7 separate regions of the Mus musculus genome follow, and all the other regions are linked to region 4. The links are chromatin contacts, called in public Hi-C, HiCAR-type, HiChIP or PLAC-seq and promoter capture Hi-C maps. All regions are on one chromosome and are shown on one strand. The core of a region is the stretch at or near the end of the contact, and the rest is flanking DNA. Distances in the headings are between cores, read along the strand shown. Region 1 holds the start of Coq3 (coenzyme Q3 methyltransferase). Region 2 has its middle 120 kb from the start of Gm42260. Region 3 holds the start of Ccnc (cyclin C). Region 4 holds the start of Mms22l (MMS22-like, DNA repair protein). Region 5 holds the start of Usp45 (ubiquitin specific petidase 45). Region 6 holds the start of Faxc (failed axon connections homolog). Region 7 has its middle 12 kb from the start of Tstd3.

The links. A called contact is a pair of places that touch in the nucleus more often than the background predicts. HiCAR-type assays count read pairs that join an accessible place to other places. HiChIP or PLAC-seq counts read pairs in DNA pulled down with a chosen protein or histone mark. Capture Hi-C pulls out chosen DNA fragments and counts their contacts.
Region 1: a contact with region 4 is called in an H3K27ac HiChIP or PLAC-seq map of embryonic stem cells, with 7 times the contacts expected there. The contact joins the promoter of Coq3 here to the promoter of Mms22l in region 4. A contact is called at or near these places in 5 of 39 promoter capture datasets (cranial neural crest, hippocampal neurons, liver and 2 more), 1 of 484 Hi-C or Micro-C datasets (granulocyte-monocyte progenitors), 5 of 115 datasets of contacts at active chromatin or transcription factors (embryonic stem cells, large pre-B cells and pro-B cells) and 1 of 9 other capture datasets (adipose tissue).
Region 2: a contact with region 4 is called in an H3K27ac HiChIP or PLAC-seq map of embryonic stem cells, with 7 times the contacts expected there. The contact joins the enhancer-like site here to the promoter of Mms22l in region 4. A contact is called at or near these places in 2 of 39 promoter capture datasets (hippocampal neurons and liver), 4 of 115 datasets of contacts at active chromatin or transcription factors (embryonic forebrain, embryonic limb bud, embryonic stem cells and 1 more) and 2 of 9 other capture datasets (adipose tissue and liver).
Region 3: a promoter capture Hi-C map of liver shows a contact between it and region 4, with 3 times the contacts expected there. The contact joins the promoter of Ccnc here to the promoter of Mms22l in region 4. A contact is called at or near these places in 4 of 39 promoter capture datasets (the 3T3-L1 cell line, embryonic stem cells, liver and 1 more), 1 of 484 Hi-C or Micro-C datasets (rod photoreceptor), 2 of 115 datasets of contacts at active chromatin or transcription factors (astrocytes and large pre-B cells) and 2 of 9 other capture datasets (adipose tissue and liver).
Region 5: a contact with region 4 is called in a promoter capture Hi-C map of adipose tissue, with 4 times the contacts expected there. The contact joins the promoter of Usp45 here to the promoter of Mms22l in region 4. A contact is called at or near these places in 4 of 39 promoter capture datasets (hippocampal neurons, liver and pre-B cells), 1 of 115 datasets of contacts at active chromatin or transcription factors (astrocytes) and 2 of 9 other capture datasets (adipose tissue and liver).
Region 6: a contact with region 4 is called in a HiCAR-type map of astrocytes, with 6 times the contacts expected there. The contact joins the promoter of Faxc here to the promoter of Mms22l in region 4. A contact is called at or near these places in 3 of 39 promoter capture datasets (the 3T3-L1 cell line, hippocampal neurons and liver), 3 of 115 datasets of contacts at active chromatin or transcription factors (astrocytes, embryonic hindbrain and large pre-B cells) and 1 of 9 other capture datasets (adipose tissue).
Region 7: a contact with region 4 is called in a Hi-C map of B cells, with 6 read pairs. The contact joins the enhancer-like site here to the promoter of Mms22l in region 4. A contact is called at or near these places in 1 of 39 promoter capture datasets (pre-B cells), 1 of 484 Hi-C or Micro-C datasets (B cells) and 2 of 9 other capture datasets (adipose tissue and liver).

The regions. Positions count from the first base shown.
Region 1 is chr4:21,878,340-21,882,572 of GRCm38.p6, reverse strand. It overlaps Coq3 (coenzyme Q3 methyltransferase), which reads right to left and starts at 2,927. Exons shown (of 7, transcript NM_172687.2): 1 at 2,777-2,927. The coding sequence starts at 2,885.
Region 2 is chr4:22,141,574-22,145,950 of GRCm38.p6, reverse strand. No RefSeq gene overlaps it. Among named protein-coding and RNA genes, the nearest start is that of Gm42260, 120 kb to the right of the region's middle. Within about 2 kb of position 1,265, at least 9 of the 459 cell types and tissues checked have an H3K27ac peak or open chromatin away from gene starts, as enhancers often do. A contact at or near this core is called in embryonic stem cells, where this site is marked.
Region 3 is chr4:21,725,448-21,729,383 of GRCm38.p6, reverse strand. It overlaps Ccnc (cyclin C), which reads right to left and starts at 1,683. Exons shown (of 12, transcript NM_016746.4): 1 at 1,469-1,683. The coding sequence starts at 1,500.
Region 4 is chr4:24,495,044-24,499,357 of GRCm38.p6, reverse strand. Mms22l (MMS22-like, DNA repair protein) reads right to left here and starts at 2,907. Exons shown (of 24, transcript NM_199467.3): 1 at 2,293-2,907; 2 at 1,395-1,520. The coding sequence starts at 2,450.
Region 5 is chr4:21,774,593-21,778,597 of GRCm38.p6, reverse strand. Usp45 (ubiquitin specific petidase 45) reads right to left here and starts at 2,328. Exons shown (of 18, transcript NM_152825.2): 1 at 2,281-2,328.
Region 6 is chr4:21,928,945-21,933,281 of GRCm38.p6, reverse strand. It overlaps Faxc (failed axon connections homolog), which reads right to left and starts at 1,956. Exons shown (of 6, transcript NM_175234.4): 1 at 1,453-1,956. The coding sequence starts at 1,718.
Region 7 is chr4:21,753,210-21,757,199 of GRCm38.p6, reverse strand. It overlaps a transcript of Ccnc not described here. Among named protein-coding and RNA genes, the nearest start is that of Tstd3, 12 kb to the left of the region's middle. Within about 2 kb of position 1,844, at least 99 of the 459 cell types and tissues checked have an H3K27ac peak or open chromatin away from gene starts, as enhancers often do. A contact at or near this core is called in B cells and pre-B cells, where this site is marked.

The sequences.
Region 1 (4,233 bases), core at 1,678-4,177, 2.6 Mb after region 4:
TTGTTGTTGCCAAGTGGTACGTGGGTTAAATGTTCAGAAGGCGATCACTCACTAGGAAGATGCCCCAACCCAGAAGAAATATCCAAACCAACAGATATGCAAATCACAGCATATCAGAAAGCAAGACAGCATGACTCCCCAAAGACCATCCTCCAGCGACAGAACCCAATGATACTGAAAAGTCAAGTACCGGATAAAGATTTCAAATGACTTCTCATGAAAATGATCAATGACCCAAAGAGTATACAAATAAAAAGATGAACCCAATACAGGTCCAAAAGAGGAAACTCGACAACAGAGTGGAAGAAGTCAGCAACGTGGATGAAAGGTCAGCAGCAGCAAAACTACCCCACGCCCAAAATCTGAAAAGAAAAACAAGACAACAAACAAAAACCACAGCCTGAACAAAACAAAACCAACAGAAATGTTAGAAAGTAAGACCTCAGTAAATAAGTAGGTAAATAATACAGTGGAAAACATCATCAATAGAATCAAGTAGAGTCATATAACTAGAGGCCAAGGGTGACTAACACTATATTCAAATGCCAATAAGGAAAAGAACTAAAATGAGATACAACTGAAAGAAGAAATCTAAAAATCATGGGCTAGAAGAACAAGCTGAGATAAACACCAATCACACAGAATATCCATTCACTGGCATCAGAGGAAAAAAATTCCTCAAATCTTCAGAAAGAAACAGATATTCAAAACACATCTGGAGACTTGGAACCCCAAATACCTGCGACTGGAGACAAACCTCTCCATGACATTACAGTCATGTTATCAAAAACAGTCAACCATTGGTTAAGAGCACACACAGTTCTTCTAGAGTTCAGTTCCTAGCACCCATGTCAAGCTGCTCATAGCTGCCTGTAACTCCAGCTCCAGGGGATACAAAATCTTTGGCCTCTGCAGGTGCCCACACTCATGTGCACATACCCTTGCCCCCACATACACATAATTAAAAATAGAAATATTTTTAAACGAAAGTAAAGAAACAATATTACAAACTATAAGAAGAAAAATATGGGCTTGGAGAGATGGCTCAGCTGTTAAAGGGTAGGCTCACAACCAAAAATATAAGAAGAAAAATATGCACAAATCACCTATATAGTCGAAACATGAGACTAACTCCAGCTCTCTTGATCAACAATCCTCAAAAACAAGAAACCATGAAATAAAATACATTCTAAGCTCTTAAAGAAAATAACCATCAGCCAAGGCTGCTATAAGCCAAAAGTCTATCTTTTAAATGGGCGATGAGGGTTGGAGAGGTGGCTCAGCAGTTAAGAACACTGGCTTCTCTTCCAGAGAAACTGGACTGGATTCTCCAGCATCCATGGGGCAGTTTCCAACCGATAGACGTACAGTCCTAGGGAATCCGATGCTCTCTTCTAGCCTGTAAGGACATCAGGCACACACAGCCTGTGGTCTGCAGCTGTAGATGCAAGCAAACACCCATACCCATGCCCATACCAGAAAAGACTGGCAGTGACATGAAGATGTGGTGAGACAAGTACAAATTAGAGCAATGGCATCATGTCAGCAGAGCTGGCAAAGGCACGGAGGAGGTGACTATACGTAAGGGAAGAACATGCCAATCACAACAGCTTGGGAGGCCGAGGCAGGTGGGTCTTCTGATGTATGAGACACACATTAAAAGGTTTCTAAAAAATGGACCAGAGATGTTCTGGATCTCTGGAACAATGACTCGGATTGTTCTGGAAGACAAAGTTTAAACAATAAAAGAGTATAAATGTATATAAAGACAATAAAATCTTATAAAAGACAATAGAAGAGTATAAAATCATCTCTCCAGAAAATTAAAGTTGGAATCGTAATTCCATCTAGATCTCCAAGTTCATTAATATTTATTTATATCTTGCTCTCTTAAAAATTATAATTATTTTTTTCAGTAGTATTTAAATAGGTATTATTGCTGTTACTGTCATATTAAAATTCCCAACCATACCAATCTCTACCATATAGTGGTCATTTTCTTTTCTTTTTTTTTCTTTTTTTTTTTTGTTTTTTTTTTTGTTTTTGTTTTTGTTTTTCGAGACAAGGTTTCTCTGTGTAGCCCTGGCTGTCTTGGAACTCACTCTGTAGACCAGGCTGGCCTCGAACTCAGAAATCCGCCTGCCTCTGCCTCCTGAGTGCTGGGATTAAAGGCGTGTGCCACCACGCCCGGCCTGGTCATTTTCTTGTAAAGGTTGAACCTAATTATCTGCGTACTACTTGCGTTTAAAAATCTATAGCACCAAATGCAGTTAGCTCTTTACTTTATTTGCCAAACAAGAGCATAAATGCCTTAAATTCTTTGGCGGGGACGGTAAGATGGTGAGCAATAAAGTAGTGAGGCAGCGCTAGGACGTTCCCCGTGTGTCTTTCTTGGTTTGGTTTGGAAAGCAAGAACCACCTCCAGGATCCAGCAAGTTGAATGGCGGCTCCCGGGCCACAAGCTCATAGAACGCAAATAAAATAGGGCAAAGGTCGTGGGCTACCCGGCGGCGGCGGCACAAGAGACACGCTCTCCGAGGCCCAGATCCTTAGTCCTCAGCCTTTTTCCCCTGGCTTCTCAGACCTGGAGGGTTGTAGCCGCTGGAGAGAGCAACACCAGGTCCCGGAGGTCACCAGGGATGAGGACGGGGCAGCGCGGCGCTGCTTTTAACCAGACCCCACGGAGCCGGACAGCCCACCGCTCTCTGCCGCGCTTGCGCAGAGCCGCCCCGGCACCCGAGGCGTGCGGAAGAACCTCCGCGCCGGCGACACTCACCCGACCGTGAAGTTAGGCGAGGAGGCTGGGCGACCGCGCTGGGGCACCCAAACCCTAGCGTTTCCAGGAGACGAACCCCACGAGAGCCCAGCCTTCCACCTCTCCACATCGCGACTAGAATCCTACTCCTTTTCCGGTCCCTCCTCACAACAAATCCCCAGCGGAAGGGTTCCGCCTCCTACACTCGCGGATGCCGGCTTTTGCATTTGCATTAGTTAATGTGAATTTGTGGTCACCGTTAACTCGAGCTCCTCTATCAAATTATGTCTGCAATGAAATAAAGAGATGTTCCTAATAAAAGGCCACGAAGACCTACCTACCTTCTCGTCCTACGAGTCACGCCGTGCTGTTTTCGTATTTACGAGCTATCTCCTCAGTCTTGGAAAACCGACTCTAATGCTTAAAATCAAGTACGGAAATGCTTTTTCCGAGAAACCCATTCTCTTTCAATGCGCTCAAGTAATCACAGAGAACAGAAGTCCACATCTAAAGTACATTCTTTGAAACTGACCCTTTATTCTGTTCAGGATACACCGTATGTAGCAGAAAACTCCTTACACTCAGTTTAGACGTTTATTGGAAGTAGAAACGGAGCAGTATGAAAGATTCTAGTATGAATCTAATATGAAGTTCATACTAGTTTTTTTTTTTTTTTTTTTTTTTGTCAACTTGACATTAATTTGATTCACCAGGAAACAGGGACCCTCTCCTGAATTGCCTTCATTAGACTGAACTGCGTGTTTGTGGGGCGGCGTTTTCTTGATTGATGTTCAGCCCTTTGGAAAGTGGAACTGGGTTGTATCTGAAGCTTGCATTTATGGATCTCGCCCAGACTTCCCTCAATGATTGATTAGGATCTCTAAGCCAAAGAGAAAGAAACCCTTCCTAGAGTTGCTTTTAGTCAGTGTTTTATCCCAGCAACTAAAAGCAAACCAGGAACGGTTAAAAAACAAACAACAAAATAAAAAATAATGCCCTCATAAAAAGAAGGGTAAACTCCTAAAATTTAGGGCGTCATTCTACATTTCAGCAGGCAGTGCTGTCCTTTAAATCGGGGAAACTTACTAAGCTCTCATCCTCTGAGCTAAAATACTAACCTCATAAGCTGTATGAAAACCAGCTGCTCTATCACTGTCAGAGGTCCCTGTGTTTGGAGGTATATGGCCATTTCTCCAAATGAAGGTGGAAAGTTTTATACACAAGTTGAAGTGTCATGTTTTTGCTGGATTGACAGACCCACGGAAAATCATGGTTAACACTCTTAAGGACTTCTGTGCATGGACTGTACTTAACATTAAGTGTACACCACACAGCTCCATAGCCATCCCAGTCTCGCTTCAGCAAAGGCAGGAAGTGATATGCTTAAATACTGGTAGGAAGCAAAGAACCCTCTAAATCCCCCCACGCAGCAACAAAACGCTTTTCTGTAAGTTCAGTTGAGCTGTGTCAGAAATAAA
Region 2 (4,377 bases), core at 16-2,515, 2.4 Mb after region 4:
TTTTGTTTGTTTGTTTGTTTTTGTTTTTGTTTTTTCAAGACAGAATTTCTCTGTGTAGCCCTGGCTGTCCTGGAACTCACTTTGTAGACCAGGCTGACCTCCAACTCAGAACTCCACCTGCCTCTGCCTCCCAAGTGCTGGGATTAAAGGCATGCGCCACCATGCCCAGCTTAATTGCATTCTTAATACTTGACCTTATATGCATATATGAGTGTTGTTCTGAAACACCATGACCAGAGCAATATGAGGAAGAAAGAGTTCATGAGGATTACCATTGTGCCTCATTCGTTTTGACACTTGGCTATCTGCAGATGCCTGGCCTGGATGCTTCCATGTTGGGCAGACATGTAGCAAATCATCTTTCCTAAATCTCCAGGACAAGGAATTTTCTCCTTTTGGGGAAGTTTTTGGAAATCTTTTCTGGAATTTTTTTTCCATTTATGTCTTTCTATCGTGCTGCAGACCCTTTTTGGTCCCTGTCTGTGTAGAACGGGTCTCTGGTTGCAGGTGGACTAGGAGTGGGCGAATGAATGACAGACAGAATCACACGAGAGATTGTGTAGAATCTGAATGTAATTTTTCAAGTTGAGCATCATACTTTTTATACAGGAGAGCAACAAGAAACCAGGTGAGATACATCCACCGAGTTACAGTGACACAATACAAAAGGAATGTATACATCAAAAGAAGGTGGGGACCAGGCTGCTGCCACTAAGAAGGGAGCCAGGTGTAATGCTAGTCTATTGTTAAGCCCGCCACCAGGGGTTCTTAGTAAATGCCTGGTTATGCTGTTTCTTTGGGCCTAGTGAAGAAACCTGTCTCAGGGGGATTCCCTAACTCTTTCATGGTAAACCCACCTATTTGCTAGGCCATTGTGAATTCACTTGTCTGGGTAAGACTGGCTATTGTCCCAAGTAAACACTCTACAGACCAGCCCCAAGCTATTCCTGCTCTGTTCTTTGTAATGCCTAATTAGTTTCACAGGCTCTACTAGAAGTAAATTTGAATGTTACTGAATAGATAACCTTCTTACTGAATTCCTACTGAATTCCAAGCTTGTCAGCTTCAAGCATTTTCTAGGACATTGGAACACTGGTGGAGGCTTACCTATGTCAGAATTCAATCTTTAAAGGCACTTATAATAATAATACTAAAAGAGAGCACGTGGATCCATACACCAGACTAACGCAGGGATAGGGTATGAATATACTGGTTATGAGAATGCCTGGTTCCAGGAAGTTGAATTTCCTTGAAACTCCCTGCCCCGTGAGTGCTTCCAGGCCCCTCGGCCTGCCAAGCAGACTTCACTGGAGTGTGCATAGCACTATAGGATGCAGAAGACTTGCCAATAAATATAACTCTATCCATGCTCACTGAGATCAATGAAAACACAAGCAAACACAGAATCCTGTTCCAGAACAAAAGTCAGCAGGAAAACAAAGCTGTCAATTCCCCATATTCATTGTTTCCATATTAATACATTAACATCATTATTAAGCTCTTACAAGGATGGATGGAGGACTCTTTTGTTTCCTAGTTACTGATATTTTGTTTAGAATTTTAAAACTGACTCGGCAGGTAAAAGTGCTTGCTAAGAAAGCTTGACAACCTGCATTTGTTCTTCTCCCTGGAACCCATATAAAAGCCAGATGTGACAATATGTAATCTCAGTACTCCTCCCGAGATAGGAGGTAAAGAATCGAAAGATGCCTGGAGCTAGCTAGCCAGTATTTCCCAGCATCCAATAAGGAGGACTCAATTGCAAACAAGATGGAAAGCAATGATAGCTGAGACTGTCCTCTGTCCTCCATATGCACCATGACAAGTGGGGTCCCATCACACACACACACACGCACACACACACACACACACACGCACACACACACACACACACACACGCACAGAGAGAGACAGAGACAGTGACAGAGAGACAGAGACAGACAGAGCAAGTATATATACAGAGAAATAAATGAATATTTAAAATGGTAATGCTACACAACATGCTTGACGCTTACATGTTTACAGGTTTTAACATTGGAATAAGTGATAATATTTGATAATATTTTAAGTTATCTCACTGTTTTAAATTATAGTTAACACCTACTTTCTATATATAAGAATATATGAGACTAGGGTGAAGGCTCAGTGGTTAAGAGCACTAGCTGTTCTTGCAAAGGACCTGTACCCACACAGTGGCTCAAAGCCATCTGGAACTAGTTCCAGAGGATCCAGTGACTCCTTCTGACCTTCAAAGGCACTGCATGAGCATGAAGCATAAGTACACAAGCAACTTGCCCATGTGCATACAGAAATAGATAAGGAAATCATTAAAATATAGCCCTCATATATAAAAGTAAAAAAAAAAAAAACCTACCAGAATGAGTTCTGTGACTTTACACATTGATCCATCTTTTCCCCTTAATAAAACTCTTTCCATATAACTAAGAGTAGGCAAACTAGATCAGGGATGTGAATGGAAATTCTACTATATTAGAATCATTTCCTGATTGGAAAGTCTCACAATCAAACCCCAGATGACCCTGCCATTGGGCCACCAAAAAGTGTTTCTATCTTCTAGTTCTTTCCTATTCTTCTCTTTCTTTGTTTGTTTTCCCCCTCTTTGTTCTCTCTGTACCCTCTTTCCCCTCCTCTCACTCTTTTTTTGGCTTAGACATCAGATATTTTGTTTTCTCCCACTAGGGAAGTCTAGAGTCATGGTGGAGGTAAACCAACCTACTGATGGGGTCTGTCTCTCTTCCTGGTTGTCTTCTCTCTGTCTTCACAGGGGCTGTGTCTGTCAGTAGAACAGCAAGTGCAATCAAGCCCTCTAGTGTTTCTCTTCACAGTGAACACTAAGCCCATATAACTAGCACCACGTCTTCTAATGAAAATTTTGAACACTGTGCTAAGTGCTAGGAACAGAGAGATAAGGGACTCAGCCACTATGAAGATTACCAGAGGAGACACAATTCAGTGCAGCATGAAGATATCATGCCAGAGGGACTCCTGGGGAAGGGGATAAAGGGGAATCGAGAGAGTTCCAGAGGGAATGAGGCTGAGCTATGGTCATCAAAAACCAAATAAGCTATTTGCACCATGAAACAAAAGTGTGCATTGCATGTGTGCACAAAGCTTCAAAGCATAAGACAGATTGGCAGAGTTTAGGAAATGTAGATTATTTTTCTCAGTTGGGAAAAGAAAAGGAAGATTTAATCCAGAGATACAGTCAATTGAGTAACTTCTGCCTAAGGTTTTAAGAATAAGATTTTTTTTTTTCCTAGACCACTTTCTATTAAAAGTCCAAGTCTTGGCACAATATTAACCTACAGATTTTCATTACACCCTTAATATATATCTAAGAGTGCACAATGTCTAATTTGATTGAAGACATTTGCTGAATGCCAGCAAATTGATCACATTTCTTTTATGTTTCTGGTTGTAGTTGAAATCTATAAATATGATCAAATACACAGTGAGAAGCACATGCTTTTAAACTAGCCATTTTAGAAAAAAAAAAGTCATGGGCAGAGTTTACATATCCTCCAAGAGGTGTCTGTTTCTTCTTTTGGTTATATATCTCCACAATTCACATTCCCTCTGGCCTTCTAGTCAGAGACATGCTAAATGCTATTACTGCCCATAAAAGCTGAAATGGATAAGTAATAGGGCTAGTTAAATGAGAGAAGCCCACAGGTTCTATTTCACTGGCCAGGCTCACTTATCAGTAGTCATTCCCCTAAAATCAGTAGTCAAGAAAATTTTTCTATAAATAGTAAGACAATATTTAGTCTTTGAAAGTCATACAGTTCCTAGGCAACTATGTTACCATAAATGACACACAAACAAATGTCCATGTTCTCATGAAAGTTTGTTTACAAGAGTGGACTGTGGTTCTGATTTGGTTTGCTGACTTCTGGAAGAAGGGCAGGAAAGGTAAAGAGCTAGTCTGCATCTTGGCCCAAGCAGTAAGGGCAAGAGCATGCATGAATTTAAGGTCTGCTGTTAAATGTACTCCATTGATAAGCTGAATTGAAGCAGCCTAGCTCGAATTCTTGAGTGCTCTCAAATTTACCAAGTAATTTCAAACCAATTGCTTAACCTCTTACACTTGTTAGTATTCAGTATTCAATTCATGTTGAAATTTAATTGACAACCTAACAGTACTGAGAGGTAGGGGCCTTTCTAAGAGGTGACAAGGACAAGGGGGATTCTCCCCTTCGTGAAAGGATTGAGATAGACTTGTCACCAGAATGCACTGCAATGACATGACCTTCCTGAGACTGGCCTCACCTCTCCTTGTCCTTCACACACCTCTTCTGCACATGCACTTTTTGTTTCTACTTTTCTGCCATCGTATGACATAGAACACAGCCTTCA
Region 3 (3,936 bases), core at 434-2,933, 2.8 Mb after region 4:
TGTACCAAACACCAGCACACAGGTTTTCAGACCCTCTAGACTAAGAACCATCCTGGAAGATAGACTCTTGCTATATCCAAAGACTTACTACTGCCTGTCTTAGTATTATGTCACTGAGACAGGCAATCAAGGCATTATCTGAGCACCAGGATTAAGTACAGGCCCAAGCTTTATCCCACCTTTTTGGGTCATCCCCTTTTGTATTTCATTTTTTTAATGGAAACATCTCAGTGAGTGAGAACAATGTAAAATAATGTCCCCCAGTGATGCTTCATTGGCCTTTCATCTTCCCAGAAACACTTGGTAGCAAGGGAGGACCTGCTTTCAGAAACAGGTTTCCAAATTCAGTTTTCTTTCTTTCTTTTTTTTTCCCCCTTCTTCTTCTTTATTCTCAGGCAAAGAGGGAAACAAGCAAACCAATTCACAGAATTAAAATTTTGTTATTCTCTTCCCACTAAAATTTAATTAAACTAAATGTCTCTATCTAGTCCTGTTCATTTTTTATGTATTTAGTGGAAAGCCTGCTCAACGCTTAGCCCAAGCATACAACTTCCTGCATGTTTAACCAAATGTATTTAGAGACAAATATCTTTAAGATTACTTTAGCCCTTCCATGGTCACTGAAAGACATTAAAATTTAGTGATTTAAGTGGTTAAAGGAAGAGGACAAAATCTGGGAAATACACGACTTTAAGGCAAAATATAAGACACTGGCTAATGAATGAAAATGGATATATTTTGAGAGCCCCTGTGCTCGCAAATTCTAGAAGCATTAAAGTCAATTTAGGAGCCTGCAATTGGTGGCTCATGCCTTTAATTCCAACACTTAGAAGCAGAAGCAGAGGCAGGCAGATTTCATTAAGTTCGATGCCAGCCTGTGAGTTTTAGGGCAGCCATCCCTCAACGTGAGAAACACTGCTTCGGGGATGGGGGTAGTGGTGTCAATCTAGGCATAAGGCTGGGCCAGGAAGCAGCAGGTAGAAACAAGCACGACTCACTCCTCTCCTCTGAGTAAATATTAAATCTACAGTAAGGCGAATGACAAGAGATTATAATATCACTGCTATGAAAAAACAAACAAACAAACAAGCTAGCTAGCAATAGCCAACCATGTCCATCCAAAGCAGGGAACCTCACAGAGCTACAATGGGTCACTCTTTCCCTTGCCGGTGCCCACATCATCCCACCAATCAAACCCCAAATTTGAAATGAAACCGCCTCCGACTCCCTTCCCGGAGATCAAACCCCTTACCTCTTACCCATCCTTCGAGCTCACCTCCCCTCTGCTCCCGAAATCTCTCTGTGAGAAGAGGGGAGGCTCGCAAACGACAGCATCACGTTTCGGACCCCCGGCTTCCCAGGGAGGGCTCACCCGCAGCGGCCAGGATGGAAACCCCGAGGGATGGGCAGGCCCAGCCCTCCTGTGCCCCAGCCCCGGCCCCAGGCGAGAAAATGGAAGCTCACTTACTAGTGGGAGCTCTGCCAGAAGTTCCCTGCCATGGAATAATACTGCTTGCCCTGATACAAATGCACCAGCCAGCAAAGCGGCCCGCGGAGCGACCATAGACACAGTCCGGACGACTGTGCTCCTACCAGACTGGCTGGGCTGAACTCCACAGCCACCGCAGCCGGAGGAAGAGAACAGCACCCTCGTCGCCTTGACGCCGGTCGACAACACTGAGCGGCGTACACCGGTTCCGGCAGACAAAAGTTCCGGCCCGCCCTAGTTGCGGAGGAAGCTAGCAACCGCCCGACCGCCAATGGGCTTGTTGAGGCGGGAGCTAAGGAAACACGGGCGGAGGCTCCCGGTGGCGAGAGGCTCTCCCCGAGGTTTCCTGCCAATTCTCCTCCAGAGCGTCCACACACTGGGTTTCTGGTCTAGTGCGGTTTTCTTTTGGGTCCATTTAGGGATCTTGTTAATCCACGGTGTAGGCCTTCAGAAATAGCACACTGGCGTTGAAGAAAGCATGGCAGTATATGACTGCTTTTTCCCTAGGGCTGAAAGGAGAAATAAATGAAAGTAATTTTGGCCTTAAGATGTAAGTGCTCTTAGTAAAGTTCCTGTCGGTATTAAGCCTAACGAGTTAAGTGTAGACTTAACTTAGAGTAGCAATCTTTTTATGTCAGAGCCGGCTACTTGTTTACCTAAAAACATGAGCATATAAATGTACATCTAGCTAACACTTACGTTCCAAATGGGTATGCCGCAGAAATGCAATTAAATAATATTTAAATGTTGCTGTTATCATTGCAACTTTGCGTTCGCGTTTCGTACTGTACTTCGGCGGCAGAGTCAAGAACATGAGGAGTTTCAGGCCAGTCCTTGCTTCATGCTGAGACGCCATCTAGGGGAAAAGAGGAAAAGGGATGTAGATAATCAAGGATGTAAAATGCTTGCTGGTGCCCCAGAAGCTCTGGGTGATACTCAGCACTATATACACCTGCAAGCTAAGGGTATTCAATACCCTCAGATACGTTGTTTTGGGCCAGCCTAGGACAGGTGAGGATCTATCTAAATCTTTTAAGTTTTAATTTAAATTAAAAAATGTCTCTAAATGATTGGGCACACCTGAAAATTAGTCAAGAATTCCGAGGAAGATAGCACCAATGTTTTTCCTTTGTGAGTGGAGTCTAATTGAGATGTGGAATGGAGTGAAAACAATTTCTATAAGTGAAACTAGTATGCCAACTATAGAAAAGATGTTTTTAAATTCCACCCACTTAGGCACGTACACAATTAACCTGTGAAATACATTTATTCTTGAATTTGGATGAGCTAGACTAGGCTTCATTGTTATAACATTGTTATACCCCCAACTTAGCTTGAAAATTCGTCTCATTCTCATGGTATTTCCTAAAGCTGGCTAGTTCTTCCTGGCTGCCCTCTAGATCTTCAGAGAACTAGAGGGTTTCTATCTCCCAACTATTCATTTCAATGTTCCTTGCTTCCAAGATCAACATCTTTCTGGGCAGAACATGACTCAAGCGAGCTCTTTAATAACTAGTATTAAGAGTCTTGAAATAGAAACAACCCAATCAATTTTCATGACCCACTGACCAGAATATACCCAAATGACTCCAACTTAATAGCCAAGGTACCTAAAAAATGTTGAGAGGCATGTAATACATTTGTGAACATTACTGTTTGTTTCACTGCAGATCAGTTTGTTTGTTTGTTTGTTTTGTTTTTTCAAGACAGGGTTTCTCTGCATAGCCCTGGTTGTCCTGGAACTCACTTTGTAGACCAGGCTGGCCTGGAACTCAGAAATCCGCCTGCCTTTGCCTCCCGAGTGCTGGGATTAAAGGCGTGTGCCACCACGCCCGGCAGATCATATTTTTCTTTTTCTTTTTTTTAAAGATTTATTTATTTTATTTATATGAGTACACTGTAGCTGTCTTCAGACACACCAGAAGAGGGCATCAGGTTCCATTACAGATGGTTGTGAACAACCATGTGGTTGCTGGGAATTGAACTCAGGATCTCTGGAAGAGCAGTCAGTGCTCTTAACCGCTGAGCCATCTCTCCAGCCCCTCAGATCATATTTTTCAAAATGTGTTTTAAAGACACAACCATCACCCAAGTTGTGCATCATAGAGATTTAGATTTGCTTTAATTCTCTCTGCTCTTTTCCTTTTGTTTTATCAGCCTTGCATAAAGATTCTGTAACAAACTGCTTGCGATGTTTTATGTGCTTCTATGACACTTTTTTCTTTCTTTCTTTCTTTCTTTTTTTTTTACTGTTTTAGACAAGATCTCACTATGTACCTTTGGCTGTCCTTAAACTCACAAAGATCTGCCTGCCTCTTTCTCCTGAGTGCTGGAACTAAAAGTGTGAGCCACTACACCTAGCTCCTATAACACTTTAAAAACGGGAAGGCGTTAGCACACATCTTTAATCCCAGAACGCAGGAGGCAGAGGCAGAGGCAGAGGCAGA
Region 4 (4,314 bases), core at 1,658-4,157:
TGAAAAGGATTACTGTCCTTATTAATACCTAGTTACCTTGATACAAAATAGTTACCTGTAGAGAAGACCCTAACTTGAGAAAGCGCCTCCATCAACTTGCCTATAGTAAAATCTAAGGACCTTCTCTTGATTCATGATTGTATGCTATGGGAAGCCCAGCTTACTGGGGATGGTGCCATCCCTGGGTAGGTGGTCCTAGATAGTATATCAGGCCGAGCAAGCAATGGGGAGCAAGTCAGAAGGCAGCATTCCTTCCTGGTCTATGCTTCAGTTTCTACATCTAGGCTCCACCTTGGCTTCTCCTGATGATGAAGTGAAACCAGTAAGCCAAATAAAGCCTTTTCTCCACAAGCTGCATTTTGTCATGGTCTTTAATCACAGTGACAAAAAAGCAAAGCAAAACAGATACATAAATGATATATATATATATGTATGTATGTAAAGCTATTAGGATGCCTCGCTTTAATCCCTGATGGCAATCCCATTTCATCATTCCTATCTGCCTTGAAACTCTCTTAAAGACCCATCTCACTACAATGTTTACAATTACAGAAAACTTGCTCAGCTTGTTCTCTCAATAAATAACACAAGGCTGGAGAGATGGCTCAGCAGCTAAGAGCACTTTTTGCTCTCGTAGAGGACATGCATTTGGTTCCCAGCATGTATGGTAGTAGCCCACAACCATCCATAATTCTAATTCCATGCCCTCTTCTGACCTCTAGGGCACCACACATGCATGTAGTATACAATACATACAGATACTCAAAACATTCATGCATGATTGTGTTGACCTACAAAGAAAAAAAATTGACAGCATCTACTACATCAAAGATACACCGACATCTCTTTATGAGGGTTCATGGCACGTAGTTCAAATCTTTATCTATGATGGTTCATGCTTGTAATCCCAGCATCACAGACTAAGAAAGGATTGCTGTGTAAGTTTTAGGTCATTGACCTAGGCTACACATTGGCTAGAGTTGAGGCCCTGTCTTAGAAACAAAAACAATGCATATACAATATGTTATATAGAGAATATGTACATTATACACAGTGCAGGTATTCAGTGCTCAGTAGTATGATGCTTGCCTAACATATACAATAACCTAGATTAGATCTCTAGAATCACATGTGATTAATTTAATCAGAGACTAATTTAATCTAGAGATTAAATCACACACATATATATTGATAAGGATTTCGCTTATCAATATACACAATATAAACAACTCCTTAAAACCATTATTTATCAGTCATAACTGCTTGAGTGTTTCCTGGTAAGACCACCAGCAAAGCAATAAAAAAGAGCAATTTCCCTGCTTTTGTAATCAGTAGTGGAAAAGCAGCAATATAAAACTAGACAGCATTAGAGTTAAAAATAGACACATACATACCTGAATAAATGAAAGAGCTCTCTACAGGAATAGACTAGCGCTGTTTCTGTAACCCATTGGAAGCCAAATAGTTCTACTGTATCCTCTTCAAAATTAGTTGGTAATGGATCAAGATTTAAAATTAACCTGTAATGAAAACAATGACTTAAATCATTTGAATCCAGACTATACATGCCATGATGACGCGCACAAACACATATGTATATGTGTATGTGTGTGTGTGTTGGGGGGGGGGGGGAGGGGTTACTTGACACCTTATGTTGTGTCCAAAAGGAAAATCTAAATGGAGTCCAAGCAATATACAAAGTGGTCTGAGGTCACAGTAATTTATCTTTGAACAAGAAAATGGGTTTTCAGAACACCAAATATTCCGAATTAGGAAGAATGACATCATATAGATACCTAATGTGGTTTAAGGTTATTAACAAATTATTAACAAGGTATAATCATACAATCAACAAAAAATGGTTTTCTTTAATGAAGTTTCCTCAAAGGGCATTACCTAAATAATTCAAGAACAGCAATTTTATTGTAATATTCATTCGACTAATGTGTCTATGAATTCTGTATGCCGATGCTTTGGATGGAAAGAACCCGTGCAACAAAAACTATCAGGTTCTACTTATAAACTACTGAAAACTTATAGATAACTATTACCCCTTAAAAGGAAATACAAGTTCCAAGAGACTAGGCTGCTCTGAAACCAGTCTAAGTAAATTAAATATCCAGCTACCCACTCCTAAGAGATTATCAATTATCCAGAAAGTTCTTCTATATACTAAGCGTATGTAAAACGAGGCTTGCTGAGCACCTACGTTAGACATTGGTGATAATCAACATTGCTGGGGGTGGGGACCTTCAATTCGGTTTTTTGTTGTTTGTTTGTTTTTTAACCTACCGCTTAAGGGCGCCACTGGCAAGGTAGGACTCTCCAGAGAATTTTCCTTCTCTGTTGTCAAAAGCGCAAGAAAAGCAGGGGGGTTTGCACCACTCTGTCCCCAGCTCCAGCTCTAAGCTGTCAGTCAAGAAGGTCGACGCTGCTGAACAGCCATCCATTATTTACATCCTGCTCTGCAATGCCACCGCGGTTCCGGGCAGTTACGTTCGGGCTCCGAAGACAAGCTGCAAGAGGCTGAAAGTACGGTAAGGAGCTACCTCGGAGATCCAAAATGTGCCCTCAGCACCCGGGGAAACCAACGTGAAAGCAGAGAAGCTGAAGGCAACAGGTCCAGAATCCTCCGGGCGTCCCGCAGGCGCCGGAGCCGCCAAGCCTTCCAACGCCGCCCTCGCTCCCTCCGGGCTGCCGTGGGTTTTGAGGCCCTCGCGCACCTCCTCAGGCTGGTTTCCCCGCACGGCCCGGATGGAGCACGCAGCCCCGCCGCCTCCCTCCGTCTCCCTCAGTCCCAGCGCGGCGTTCGGGGCGGGCGAGCGCGCGGGAAAACCGCAGGCCCCCGCAAACCTAGAACGCGGAACGCAGCGCCGGGCAGAGGAAACCGGAAGCAGGCGAAATTCCCGCCACGGCGTGCCCCGCCTCCGGCGCCGCCCTCTCGCGAGTCCTCACTGGCGCGGACCGAGATCTCGCGAGAGCCCGTCGGCCCGGACAAGTCCAGGGATTCGCTCTTCACGGTTCTCCGTACCGTTGAGAGTTTGCGAGGTGGCCAGCTCTCCGCTGAAGCCTGGAAGTAGGGTCTGCGAACGGCGGGGATCAGCTTCAGGCCGGGCTCTGGAGAGCCCCGCGCCTGCCTCGGCCTCCCGCAGCCCGGCCACCCTCTTCCTGCCCTGGGGCCCACCCCGGCTTTCCTGTGTTGGATGCCTTCTGCTCTGCAGCAGTGACCCAGAACACAAGGGACACATTGACTAAGTTAGATGGCTTTTTTTCCTCAGACATAACAACTTTTGCTCCCTTTGCAATACATTGTAACTCTGGACAAGAGTTACAATTTTGTAAAAATATTTTCCGATCCATTTTCCTTATTAAAGTGTTCTTTAAAGTTGACTCGAATATTACTGTCTTGAGATGGGGGTGGGGGGCATGGGGATTCAAATGCCTGCTGCATTTAAATATATTGCTTTACTTGCGGGCATCCACTTCATAGGGAACCTACCCTAACTCTTAGATGTTAAAATCAACGTATTTTCAAATGACATGTGGGATGAAGCGGAAGAAAAAAAAAATTCCCACTGCAGTGTAGGGCTACTATAGTACATGTATTTGTGCAGCCCAGTTGAGGTACTCTGAGACCTGATGCTTTTTTTTGTTGACTGCTGATGATAGCTGGTGATGAGTATTGTATCATGAAGGTCTCTTCCACAGTGATGTCAAGAGTATGTTTTCTGAATATGAGAATACCTAGTGTTGGCACTGCAATTAGGACAACATACCATACGGCCATTTTTCTTCCTCCCATCAACATTCCAGTACACTCTTGTCTGTTGTGTTTGTTTAAATACCTGATGTTGATTATGTGAGCTCAACTTATGTGAATCATGGAGTGGGAAGAACTAAAGAAATGACAGAGGCCAATTAAGGTGATACTTAATGAAATGGTCACTTACAAAGGTGTGTCCATGGTTACTGGATCCCAAAATGGGATGACTAGGCACCCACAGCTAATAGAGACAATTATCATTCTTGAGCAGAAAAGTAAGGATCAACACGGATTACTAGAGAGGAGTGAGACCTGTGCCTGTAGGATGCAGTCACCTAACTTATCGTCACACAACAGTGGTTGCCTTCACAGACAAACACAACTGTCCCACCACAGACAAGTGGGGGAAACACTGAAAGGAGTAAACCACATCCCATGTTTCACTCCTGTCGGCCAAAACAAACCAAAGCGCAAAGCAAGGGTGTAGCCTATCAAGTGTATGTAGTCCAGGTTAGAAATGAAAAGAACTAAAGAGAAGTTAGAGACTCTTC
Region 5 (4,005 bases), core at 1,079-3,578, 2.7 Mb after region 4:
CTAAAAGGATTATTTTTGAGAGGGGGATGGAGATTCAGTCATTGTTTTTAACTTCATCTGTTACAGCTCTTCATTCTTTTCTTTTTTTAATACTGTTTTCACATATTATTTTTTTAAGTGTGTATATGGGGTGTGTGTGCAAGTGTCCTTGCTAGCACACCTCAACAATGCTTCAATTCCTAGAGCAGAACGGAGAAAGATTAATACAGAGCTATTTTGTAAAGCTTTGCCTGGAAGCTCATATTAGCTGACTAAAGAAAATCACGTGGTCACATTTAGCTTTAGTAAGTAAACACTCTATCAGCCATTTAGCAGAAGCCAATTCTAGATGAACCCAAGTCACCATTTTCTCATGTATTCAGAAAGTCTTGTAAGACCGGGCTTACCCTCATCCCCCACACCTCTCCCTGGACAACTTCTGTGCACAATACTCAGACACTCCAAACCCTTTTCAGTCTCACCTGCACCTCCCCTACCGCCCCACCAATCCCGGCTTTCCACCTCTAAATTTACAAACCTGCATCCACTAACTTTAATTTGAGCCCTGGCCAGAGTAAGGCATTCTCAGACAGAAACAGCTCACGAGAAATGATATATTTTCCCCTATAACAGATAAACCCTTGATGAAGATTTATGTACAGATAATGATGACCTCTGGAAGAATACTCAGAGGCAGATTTTTGATTTTGACTTTGTAAACAACCTGCTACCTTTTTCGAAACCGTTGTCTCAAACGTCTCCCGGTAATGGAGGGGCAATTTCCAATCATTTTTCTAGCAGATGTAACGTTATCTGAACATCCACAAGCCATAATGTGGCAATACCATGTAACCTTCTCCTACAAATGCCACTTAAGGCAGAACAAGCAAGCAAACAACATTAAAATCCAACTACTGGACTTTCAAAGGCTTTCCATTATCAAAATTGTGTCTGGAAACCTCCAAGTCTCTCCTGGCACTGAGGAGTCAAGAGGACTGACTCACAGGATTCAGCACATGGTTGTATATTTCATGGTACATTCTATGAACACTCAACCCGACTAGACTGGAAAAGGGTACTTTGCCCATAACTTCCATAAAGTCTCTCTCTTCAGGTGGGTAAGACAAGGACTAAGCAGCAACATGAATCTGGGTTCAGGGGAACCCATTAGAGACTTGGAGCACAGAAACTGTATGGTAACTGGTCATTTTGGCATGAAACATAATGCTGAGTATAGAACAATTACTACTACATCAGAACATGCCCAAACTCCAAGTTTTAAGATGCCAAACAAGGGCCAATGTTGCAGGCAGAGCCATCAAAGGACAGAAGTTTCAGGCCTGACTTCACCACAAACATGTTCTGGCTTTTTCTTTCTTTCTTTTTTTTTTTTTTTTTTGAGGTTTTGCAAACATCAAACGTTACAGCTTTCTTTTAAAACATAAATCTATTGATGTATTTTATATGTATGGCTGTGCACGTGTTTAGTGTTTCGATTTGCATTAGTGAGGTCAGAGTAGCTTCTCTCTTTCACCTCGTGGGTCCAGGAGATTGAACCATCAGGTTTGGCGACCTGCTGAGACGTCAACTTCAGCTTTTAATTTAAATATTATCTAGCACTTGCGTTACCTCTAACAAAGGATGTACGGCTAACGCAATTAATATCACACTTTTCAACTGGCTACAAGCTTCCCTTGTCAAATTGGTTTTTGTTTTGATTTTTTTTTAAGTTTTGGGCTGCTATTCTCCAGCGTGAGAAGAGGAAATGCAAACATCTTCCTTTTAGATACCCGGGCTCAAAACACTCAATTCTATGAACCTCTTACAAGCACTTTGAGATACGTCACTATCATCATCCTTAATTTACACTTGGAACTGGATAGAGGTAAAGTGACTTGCAGAAGTCCGGGAGCCGGACGTGGGCTCAGGTATAGGATCGACCCCTAACCTAATATTTGGCGTCGCCAAAAAGCTGTGTCTAGGCTCTTCGTCAGGCCATGAATGCACCCCAAGTTAGCAGAGCGGGATGTGCTGCGAGGGGAGACCCCGAGGGGACAAGCGGACGCTGCATGCCCGGGTCACCAAAAAGACGAGACTCGGCCTGGCTCCCTCCCCGACCCCGGCTCTTCCCCCCTGCCGCCAGCACTCGGCCCGGGAGGCCGCCTGGTGCCTTTGTGAATCTGGACGCGAGGGTAGGCTAGGAAACCTCTCTTTCTAGGCTGGTTGACGTACAGGAAGGTCTCGTCGCCCAAGCGAAGACACAGTGGTTACAGTGACCCCAAAGCCTGGGCCCCAACTCACCCCGCCCGCCGGGCCGCAGCTTCCACACGCAGGAGCTTCTGCGCCTGTGCAGAGGGGAACCCGGAGAAGGCGGGGCTTGGCGTCCTGGGCGGGGGCGAGGGCGGGGTCTGGTGTTCTGGGTGGGCCGAAGGCGGGACTTTGAGTCCAGACCCAGATCTGGGTTTTCCTTTGGCGGCTTGGAGGTTGGAGCATGGTGGAGGAGTGTAGATGGGATGAGGGGATGGCGCCCTGCAGCCAACTGATTACAGTGCCAGCCACGGGGCCTGGATGCAGGCGCTGGCTTTAGTGAGCTGCGTCCCACTTGCTGGGTGCCTTTTAAGACAGCTTCCCTTGTTCCATCACCCAACTCGGAACCTAAAGTCGCATCTGAGATTCACTCTATATGATTTTAACGTTTTATTTCACGTGGTTCTCACTTCTGAACTAGATTGTACATCACACCTGTAATTCTGCTCAATCCGATCATCTGTTACAACAATGTACACCTTGCTTTTGAGTAAAAACAGTTGGTTTGAAATTTTGTTGTGGGGCTGGAGAGATGACTCAGTGGTTAAGAACACTGACTACTCATCCTGAGATCCTCAGTTCAATTCCCAGCAACCACATGGTGTCTCAGAACCATCTGTAATGGGATCCGATACCCTCTTCCTGTTACAAAAAATAAAAAAATTTAAAAAACAAAAAATAATTTCTTGCAAGCACTAGTTGATGAGCCACAGTCTTTCACAAGGGACAAGTTGTGACCTAATGGATCGTGTGCTGGGGTTGGAGTTTAAAAGAGTTCAGTTAAGAACCAAAAGCTGACTGGGTTTGTTGTTGTGGTTTGTTGTTTCCACTTTTTTTTTTTTTTTTAACTTAAAAATCTAATTCATTTCCATGGGGAAACTTGGCAAAGGAGAGAACTCTTCCTTTATGTTGTTTATAGGAACCATTCATTAGACAAATGCAGTGGAATACAAGCATGCTGGTCAAGATACTAGGTATGGGGTACATAATTGTCTTTTAGAAGGTCATTTTCTTCCAGGGAAAAAAAGAAATGCTGCATCTGTAAGAACAGTTTGGGTTATGATATAATTCCAAAGTCTATATACAAATTTCAAATTTGTCTGTATAAATATCAAGTTTCATATGTTAGTATTGAATTTGAAATAGACTATGTAAAAGATGCAAAAATTTGCATCCTAAATTGTGTCAGGTTTTTGTTTTTTGTTTTTTTCTGGTTTTTCTTTCTTTTTTTTTTTATTAGATCTTTTCTTTATATATATTTCAAATTTCAAATGCTATCCGGAAAGTTCCCTATACCCCCCACCCCGCCCTGCTCCTCTACCCACCCACTCCCACTTCTTGGCCCTGGCATACCATTGTACTGGGGCATATAAAGTTTGCAATACCAAGGGGCCTCTATTCCCAGTGATGGCCGACTAGGTCATCTTCTGCTACATATGCAGCTAGAGACATGAGCTCTGGGGGTACTGTTTAGTTGATATTGTTGTTCCACCTATAGGGTTGCAGACCCCTTCAGCTCCTTTGGTGCTTTCTCTAGCTTCTCCACTGGGGCCCCTGTGTTCCTTCTTATAGATGACTGTGGGTTTCTCTGTATAGCCCTGGCTGTCTTGGAACTCACTCTGTAGACCAGGCTGGCCTCAAACGCAGAAATCCACCTGCCTCTGCCTCCTAAGTGCAGGGATTAAAGGCATGCACCACCATTGCCCAGCCTAAATTGTG
Region 6 (4,337 bases), core at 707-3,206, 2.6 Mb after region 4:
AGGCTGAGATGCTGAATGGTACAGGGGCAGTCTTCACAGGCTATGGAGTGAAATACAACTGAGAAACAACAGGCTACTGTGTAAAATGCTGCACAGGTGTGGGGTTCTTCATATGGACTGAAACCTGACGTGAAACAGAGTTCTCAGACTGGCACCAATGGGGCGTAATCTTCATGCTATCTCACTTTAAAACTTTTGTGTTTGGCTCAACTAAATTCAAGACGCTGTGCTCAATGAGATATACTGAAGTTAAAATCAACTTCTCAGTCTTCCACTGTGGCTAAATGATATGAAAGCCAACACATTTTTCTCAGACCCAAATGCTTTCTTATCCTTTCAGAGCCAACAAATAGTGAGTTCAGTAGGGCGATCATGGTGTCCTCCTGCACTTCCTGAAGTCCATTAGAGGTCACCAGCCACTTTACAGCCTCTAGAACCATGCTCCTCCTTCACCCTACCCCTGGAAAATATGGTAGGAACACATCCCAGCTCCTTCGAAAATACTGGTCAGAAGAGAAATTCTGAGCTACGGAAAATTGCTCTGCCTCCAATAATCTCCAGAGACTGGGGTCCCAAATGCATGGAAATTTTAACCCAAAATTGACATGCCCATTAGCCAAAGGCTGTCTCAGTACCCAGTGGCATCTACCACTAAAGATCTATCTATGGGACTAGCAGTCCCAACAGCAGGGGCATCCATTTATTGTAATTTTCAAGTCAGCCCTGTACACATTCTGCGGCAGGCAGCCATGAAACTGTTTACAGCCCAGGGAGACTCCCTGTTATGCCAAGTGCTCCATGTGCTAGCGCTGCCCTCAGATCTCCTACCGCTCGCAGAATGATTGTATTTAAGCTTGAAGGTGCTTACAGTTCCACACCAGATAAGCAGGTAAGCAGGTTAAGGCTGCATCAAAACTGAACAGGGTTACACCAAGCTTCTGCAACTGCAGCCTCCTAATAATGTTGACATTTATAAAGAAGAGTAAGAGAGAACTAACCTTTTAGGTAAAGATGAGGTTAATAGTTAATGTTCCAGCATCATTACCCATAAACCAATTAGGCGTTTATAAAAGTGTACCTTAGTATTTCTACAGAGCTTTATTCTATTGTTACGAATGCACTGATTGCAGTTAGACTCTTCCTATGGGCTTTAGCAGATTGTTTATATCCATAACACTGGTGACTCACAGCACTTTGCTTTTAGCATCGAAATGATGGAAGGAAAACGCTTTCTTTCCCTTCCCAATTTAACCCTCCCATCAACTCTAAATGGCTCCTTACAAGTGGCCAGGTGACCGTGAAACGCCTTAGGGGGTTAGAGGATGAGAGAGGACGCTTGGACCTTTGGGCGGCGGGACCTAGGGGCTGGTTCCGGAACCCCCTTTGAGCCAGCCCTACCCGGGCTAGCTGCCCTGGTCAGTGCCCGCTTCGGGGGCCCTCTCTCCGGCTCACCTAATGACCAGGAGTTCGTGGAGCAGATACGCAGCCGCGGCCAGCAAAGCTCCCCCGGTCAAATAAAGGGTTTTCTTCCACCAGGGATCCGAGCCCAGCCCTGCCATGATCCCACCGTAATCCTGCAAAGGGAAAGCGATGATGTCCCCATAAAAGGAGAAGGGCTCCTCGGACCCGGCCCACCAGCCGAAGAAGGAGATGCTCTGGTTCCAGCTCAGGTCCACCACGCACGGCCTGGACGAGGCAAAGCCAACCCCCCAGTGCATGCTGCGCGGCTGGCTCCGGGCGCCCCTCCCAGGGCCCGCGCCGCCCGCATGGGAAGAGGCCGGCGCCCGGGCGAGCGGGCGGGTTCAGCGGTGCGCAGGGGGCGCGGGCGGAGGCGACGGCGGAAGGACGCGGACGGCGAGCGGAGATCTGGGATGGCTGGGCCCCCGGGCCCGGCGAGGCAGCGGCGGCCGCCGGCCTCCCTGGCCGAGGCCTCTCGCAGGCGCTCTTTGTGTCAGCGCGTGGAAAGGGCCACGTGATGTCATTGCTCCCCTGGGCCCGGCAACAGAGGCGGGATAATGTCACCTACCCCGCGCCCTGCCCCCGCCCCGCATCCCCGCGGTGCGCTGCCTCTGCTCGGCCGCAGCTGCGGGGCTGGACGCCCGGGCTCGGGGAGGCGGGCGGCGCGGGAGGCTGCGATGGCTGCGGCTGAGCCGAGCCCAGAGCCGCCGCCCTCGGTTCCACCCGCTCCCGCCCGCAGGCGCCTTGCGGAGCGCAGGGAACTCACCTGCCCTGAGCCACAGACCGGAAACCTTGGGCCAGGGCAGATTAAGGTCGGGAGCGTCTGTCTGCTCTCATTGCTTTAAAGAGCTCAGGTAAGCACAGTCACCTAGGTCCCAGGCAAGGTGCTGATGAAGTGATTGAGGTCCGCCTTGACAAATAACAGCAGAAAGTACTCTAGGTGAGAAATCTTCCCACCTTGGAAATCGTTACCAAGGATATCGCTGATACAGGATGGTCCCTTTGGGTGCTGAAAATTTGTAAAATAAGCAACTGTGTATTAAATGGTTTTCCCACTCTGGGTAACCCTGAAGAGATCGATTAGAGATTGGATTTAGGGCCTTATACATGGCAGGCACGCTCTCTACCAACATGGAATGTTCTAGATCCTTTAAATCCTTAAATGTAGACCATGTGTTCTAGCCAGAGCATGGGCAGTTTCAGTTTAGAGGAAATAAAAATATTGAAGACATATGATTTGTCACAATTTAAAATTCAAGTATGACTATAAGAATACATCTGTCCCCCAATACAGTAGAGACTGGGGTGCTGATGAAAGGGGCTCCCATTTCCTGGATTTCACCCCCTTAGAATAAACAGGTTGTACAGTCATGCTAGAAATAAAACAAAAGATTGTTTACCACCATAGCTAGAGAAGGAGGCCCTACCCAAGTTGTCACGAATTTTAGGGTCATCCCAAAGGGAGTTAAAGACCTCTCAGGATGTGTAGTCTGACATGAACTTCCATGAGAAGGAGACAGCAATCAGCCCAATGCAGTGACAGAGGAGGCCAACAGAAGGCCAGCCTGGGCCAGATACCAAGGAGCTACAGGGTGTCATCCCCCACACACTAACACAATACACACATCCTGCAAGGCACTGCAGCACTAGGTGGGACTAGGGGCATCCTCTCCCACTGAGACAAGATGAGGTGGTCCATTTAGGGGTGCGGGATCCACAGGCAGGCAACAGGCCCTGCACCAGTTGTTGGGGGACTGGAAGACTGACTCTTTAAAGAACCGCTTCTTTTCTTTCGTTTTTTCAAGGCAGGGTTTCTCTGTGTAGCCCTGGTTGTCCTGGAACTCACTCTGTAGACCAGACTGGCCTCGAACTCAGAAATCCGCCTGCCTCTGCCTCCCAAGTGCTGGGATTAAAGGCATGTGCGACCACTGCCCTGCTAAAAAACAAAACAAAACAAAAAACAAAACAAAACAAACTGCTTCTAAATGCGGAATGGACACTCGGATCTCAGATTTGACTGGCAGTAGCTATGCAGTCCTGCCTCATCTCTAAAGGCAGAGCGGGTAGGAGCTAAACCTGAGCGATAAGACCCTCCACTAGGCACTGGAAGGGTGTGAAGATTCCAGATGGAGAGCCACCACCTTTACTCCTTCCCTACAATCACAACTGAGTTTGTCAGTTTTGGTAATTCCTCCCAGTCAAAAGAATGGAATATACCTCTGGCCCTGGGCAGAAAAGGCATTCTGATCTTTCTCTGGCGAACAGAACATGTCATACTTTTGTCTTTCCCCTTAAGAGTTAATTCATCTGGGCCTGTCAATCACTTGGCCAAGAGACCACGCCCTCAGTAAGGCTGATGCTAATGCTGATCATGCTGTCCTCCAGCGCCTCCTGACTATTTTTATGTCCTTTTGTGAAAAAGAACCCAAATAGGGAGTTTTAATTTCCCCTATATTAAAATCACTATTAGTGGTGAACTAATAATTTTTTGAGCATTTTTTTCCAAAATTAAGTCAAAGTGTTGAAAGGGGAGGGAACTAATTAACTGAACACTTACCTACACAGTATTTCACAACATAATTTTTCAGTAATTTTTATTTATGTATGTATTTATTATATCTAAGTACACTGTAGCTCTCTGCAGACGCTTCATCAGGAGAGGGCAGCAGATCTCATTATAGATGGCTGTGAGCCACCATGTGGTTGCTAGGATTTGAATTCAGGACTTTCGGAAGAGAAGTCAGTGCTCTTAACCGCTGAGCCATCTCTCCAGCCCATTTTTTCTTTTCCTTTGCTTCTTTTTCTTTTATGTAGATATTTTCTTTATTTACATTTCAAATGTTCTTGGTTTCCCCTCCAAAAACCTATCTCTCCCCTCT
Region 7 (3,990 bases), core at 595-3,094, 2.7 Mb after region 4:
AAATAAGTGGAAGCCATTGAAAAATGTGGAAATACAAACATTTGAACATCTGTCTCCACAACAGCAGTCTGATTTCTTGATTGTTCATACTAGGAAAGCTGCAACACACACACACACACACACACACACACACACACACACACATACACACACACATAGGCACAGGTTAGCGTACTTCAAGACAGTACTGAAGCAGCAAGGCTTTGGAAGATCTATGAACTTAAGGAGAAAGTAAACTGTAGAGGATGTACCAAAATTGTAGTACTGGGCCCATCAACTAACAGCCTGGCTAGTACCTGGCTTTTAGTTACAACTAATGGTGCAGTTAAGCCATAAATTGACCAGTCCCCTCAAGAACTAAATGTCAACTAAGATCCAAATGCAGGTGTCTTCCTGAACCTCTGATAGATGAATATGTAAATATGATTACCCTCCCATAAGGTTTCATATGCACACTAAAGTATGAATCATAATTCATTCATGTGTCACCAAATGTTCTTTCAACTATTTAGAAATTCAGCAAAATTCTTAAGGCCAGGCCAAAAAGCAGGTGACAAACCAGATATTGCCTATAGAATACAGTTTGCGGTTATCCTACAGGTGAATGAGAGCCAAAGGCTATCTCAAGTTTTCATATGTAATGTCCAGACTTGTATCAAAACTTGCTAGGCACAACAGGAGTCAGGATCTCTTTTGGTTTGTTTTTGTTTGGAGACACTGTCTTACTGTGTAGCTGTAGCTGGCCTGGAACGCATACATACACCAGGCTGGCTTCAAATTCAGAGACTGCCTGCCTCTGCTTCCCAAATGCTGGGATTCAAGGTGTGGGCCACCAGCAGGAAATAGTATCTTATAATTGAAAAGTAGCAGGAAGAGGCTAGAGAGATGGCTCAGCGGTTAGGAGCGCCGACAGCTCTTCTGAAGGTCCTGAGTTTGAATCCCAGCAACCACATGATGGCTCACAACCATCTGTAATGAGATCTGATGCCCTTTTCTGGAGTGTCTGAAGACAGCTACAGTGTACTTACATATAATAAATAAATCAAAAAAAAAAAAAAAGGAAAAGTAGCAGGAAAAAAGGAGCCTGGTATGGTGTTATATTCTTATAACTCTGACATTTGGGAGGTGAAGGCAGGAGGAGTCAAGGTCCTCCGTTACACAGAGAATAAAAGGCCAGCTTGAGCTATATGAGGCCTTACCTCAGAGGAAAATAGAAGAGAGCCAGAGGGGGTTTATATATTGGACTTTCAGACACAAGGATTAAAGTAACTGTTGTCCTAGTTTGATTTTCTATTTCTGTGAAATAACACCATGACCACAACTATTCTTATAAAGGAAAATATTTAACTGGGGCTGGCTTACAGTTCAGAGGTTTAGTTCATTATTGTCATGGCAGGAAACATCATGGCTCACAGGCAGACATGCTGCTGGAAAGGAGCTAAGAGAGTTCTACATCTTGATCTGAAGACAGACAGGATGGTAGTTTGAATATGCTTGGCCCAGGGAGTGGCACTATTAGGACATGCAGTTTTGTTGGAGTAGGTGTGGCCTTGTTGGAGGAAGTGTGTCTTTGTGGTCGTGGGCTTTAAGACTCTTGTCCTAGCTGCCTGGAAGCCAATCATCTCCTAGTTGCCTTGGGAACAAGAGGTGGAACTCTCTCAGCTCCTCCGGCCCCATGTCTGCCTAGATGTTGCTATGAGAGTTCTACATCTTGATTCCCAGCAGGGAAAGACTTTGGGCCATGGGGCCTGGGCATTAGCTTCTGAGACCTCAAACACTATACTCCCAATGACACACTTCCTCCAACAAGGCCACACCTACCTCAACAGGGCCACACCGCCTAAGAGTGCCACACCCTATGGGTCAAGCATTCAAACACAGAAGTCTATGGAGGCCACTCCTACTGAAATCACCCTAGTAACTGTGACTAAAAAAAGTAAAGTAACTAAAATACATTCAGTAAGTTGATGACTTAATTAAGGGGAACTATATCAAAAGACAGGAAGTTTCAAATAGAGATTCTAGAATTTAAAACGGAGTAACTAGGCCAGGCAGGCTCATTGGAGCATGCCTGTGACCTCAGCTACTCTAGAGGCTGGGGCAGAAGGATTGTGAGTTCAAAGGCAACCTAGGCAAATTAATGAGAACCTGTCTCAAAAAGTAAAAAGGGGTAGCTACGTAGTTTAGTGATAGCAAAAATTTGCTAGGATATACAAGACCCTGGTTTGATTCCTGGTAACCAAATATAACAAAAGTTAGCAAACATCCAACAGATGTTAAACTTTTTTTTTTTTTTTTTTTTCTCTTCAGTTTTTCGAGACAGGGTTTCTCTGTGTAGCCCTGGCTGTCCTGGAACTCACTCTGTAGACCAGGCTGGCCTCGAACTCAGAAATCCACCTGCCTCTGCCTCTGCCTCCCAAGTGCTAGGATCAAAGGCATGCACCACCACCGCCCCGGCTGCAGAGCCTACTATTTTGACAGTCATCTGTGTTAAGTTTCAAACTCAGGACCTGTCTCCAAGGTGCCTGTTTAACATATCAAAGTAGACTCGGCCTACAAGTTCTCCCAGCAGCCCTCAATCCCTACCTGTTACAGGATAAGGCGGGCATACTCCACAGTCTACCCTGAAATCTCCAGCCCAGGGCCCAGGCTGCCATTCCCTTAGAGACTCTTCCTTATATAATCCAGTTTGGTTACCCACTCCTCTTATGTACTTTTGGCCTTCTGGCCACTGTACTAGGTGTGTGTCCCATCCACCTACTTCCCATAGAGTCTGGACTTTCCCAAATATGTCTGCCTCCGACTATGGCCTCCTACATATCTATAATAAACTTTCCCCTCCACCATACTTAGAAGCAGTCATGCTCCCCGCCCTTCCTTTCTTTCTTTCTTTCTTTCTTTCTTTCTTTCTTTCTTTCTTTCTTTCTTTCTTTCTTTCTTTCTTTCTTTCTTTCTTTCTTTCTCTCTCTCCCTCCCTCCCTCTCTCTCTCTCTCCTTCCTTCCTTCCTTCCTTCCTTCCTTCCTTCCTTCCTTCCTTCCTTCCTTCCTTTCTTCCTCTCTTCATTCCTTCCTTTCAGACATGAGACACGGGACAGTAACAGTTCTATCCCGGGGAGCAAGTTCTGGTCCAGACATCAAGGGTTTTACTTCCCTTGGGAAGATCCTTACCCTGTAATCTTATCTGTTTCACAAGATGAGTCAGCAATACCCTGCTGCCCACCGCCAGCGTCCCGAAACCCCCGTTACATGGCTTGCTCTTGGCCACACTTACAACAAGGTTAAGACCTTTGAGAGTCTGACGCTCTTGTTTTCTACTGTGGAGCCCCTACCTGTTTCTCCATACATGGTCTCAGGTGCCCTTGAACTCAAGCTCCTTTTACCCCAGCCACCTCCCCCAAGGGCTACCACTTTTATCCTGATATTAAATACATTCCTAACATAGTGTCAGAGCTCTCAAAATGACATAGGACTTATCTTTAGGGTAGCTGTTTTATCCCCATCATGGGAGATCACTTTGATAATGAAGAGATTACAAGGGATCATGGGTAGAAGGGAAATGTGACAACAGTGGACGAAACTCTGAATTGATCAACCGTCTCAGCTTCCCTTCATTCTTGTCTTCTCCGCCTACCTTATGATTTCCACGAGGTCTTCAGTTCTGTGAGAATGTATTTTGCTTTTTAGTATGTATGTGTCATAACACTTAATGGATACAGGTTTAGCACCTAATCTATTGGCAGTTTTGTAGTTTTAAAATAGTTTGTATATTTTTATGAGACTGTTTCTCCTGCACTTGGTAGTTCACACATGTATGCAATACCATAGATGCCAGAGAAAGGAGCTGAATCTCCTGGAACTTTTATTATAGATGGTTGTCAGCTGCCATGCAGGTGTTAGCAACTGAACCCTGGGTCTTCTGTAAGAGTAACAAATAGGGCTGGTGAGATGGCTCAGTGGGTAAGAGCACCCGACTGCTCTTCCGAAGGTCCA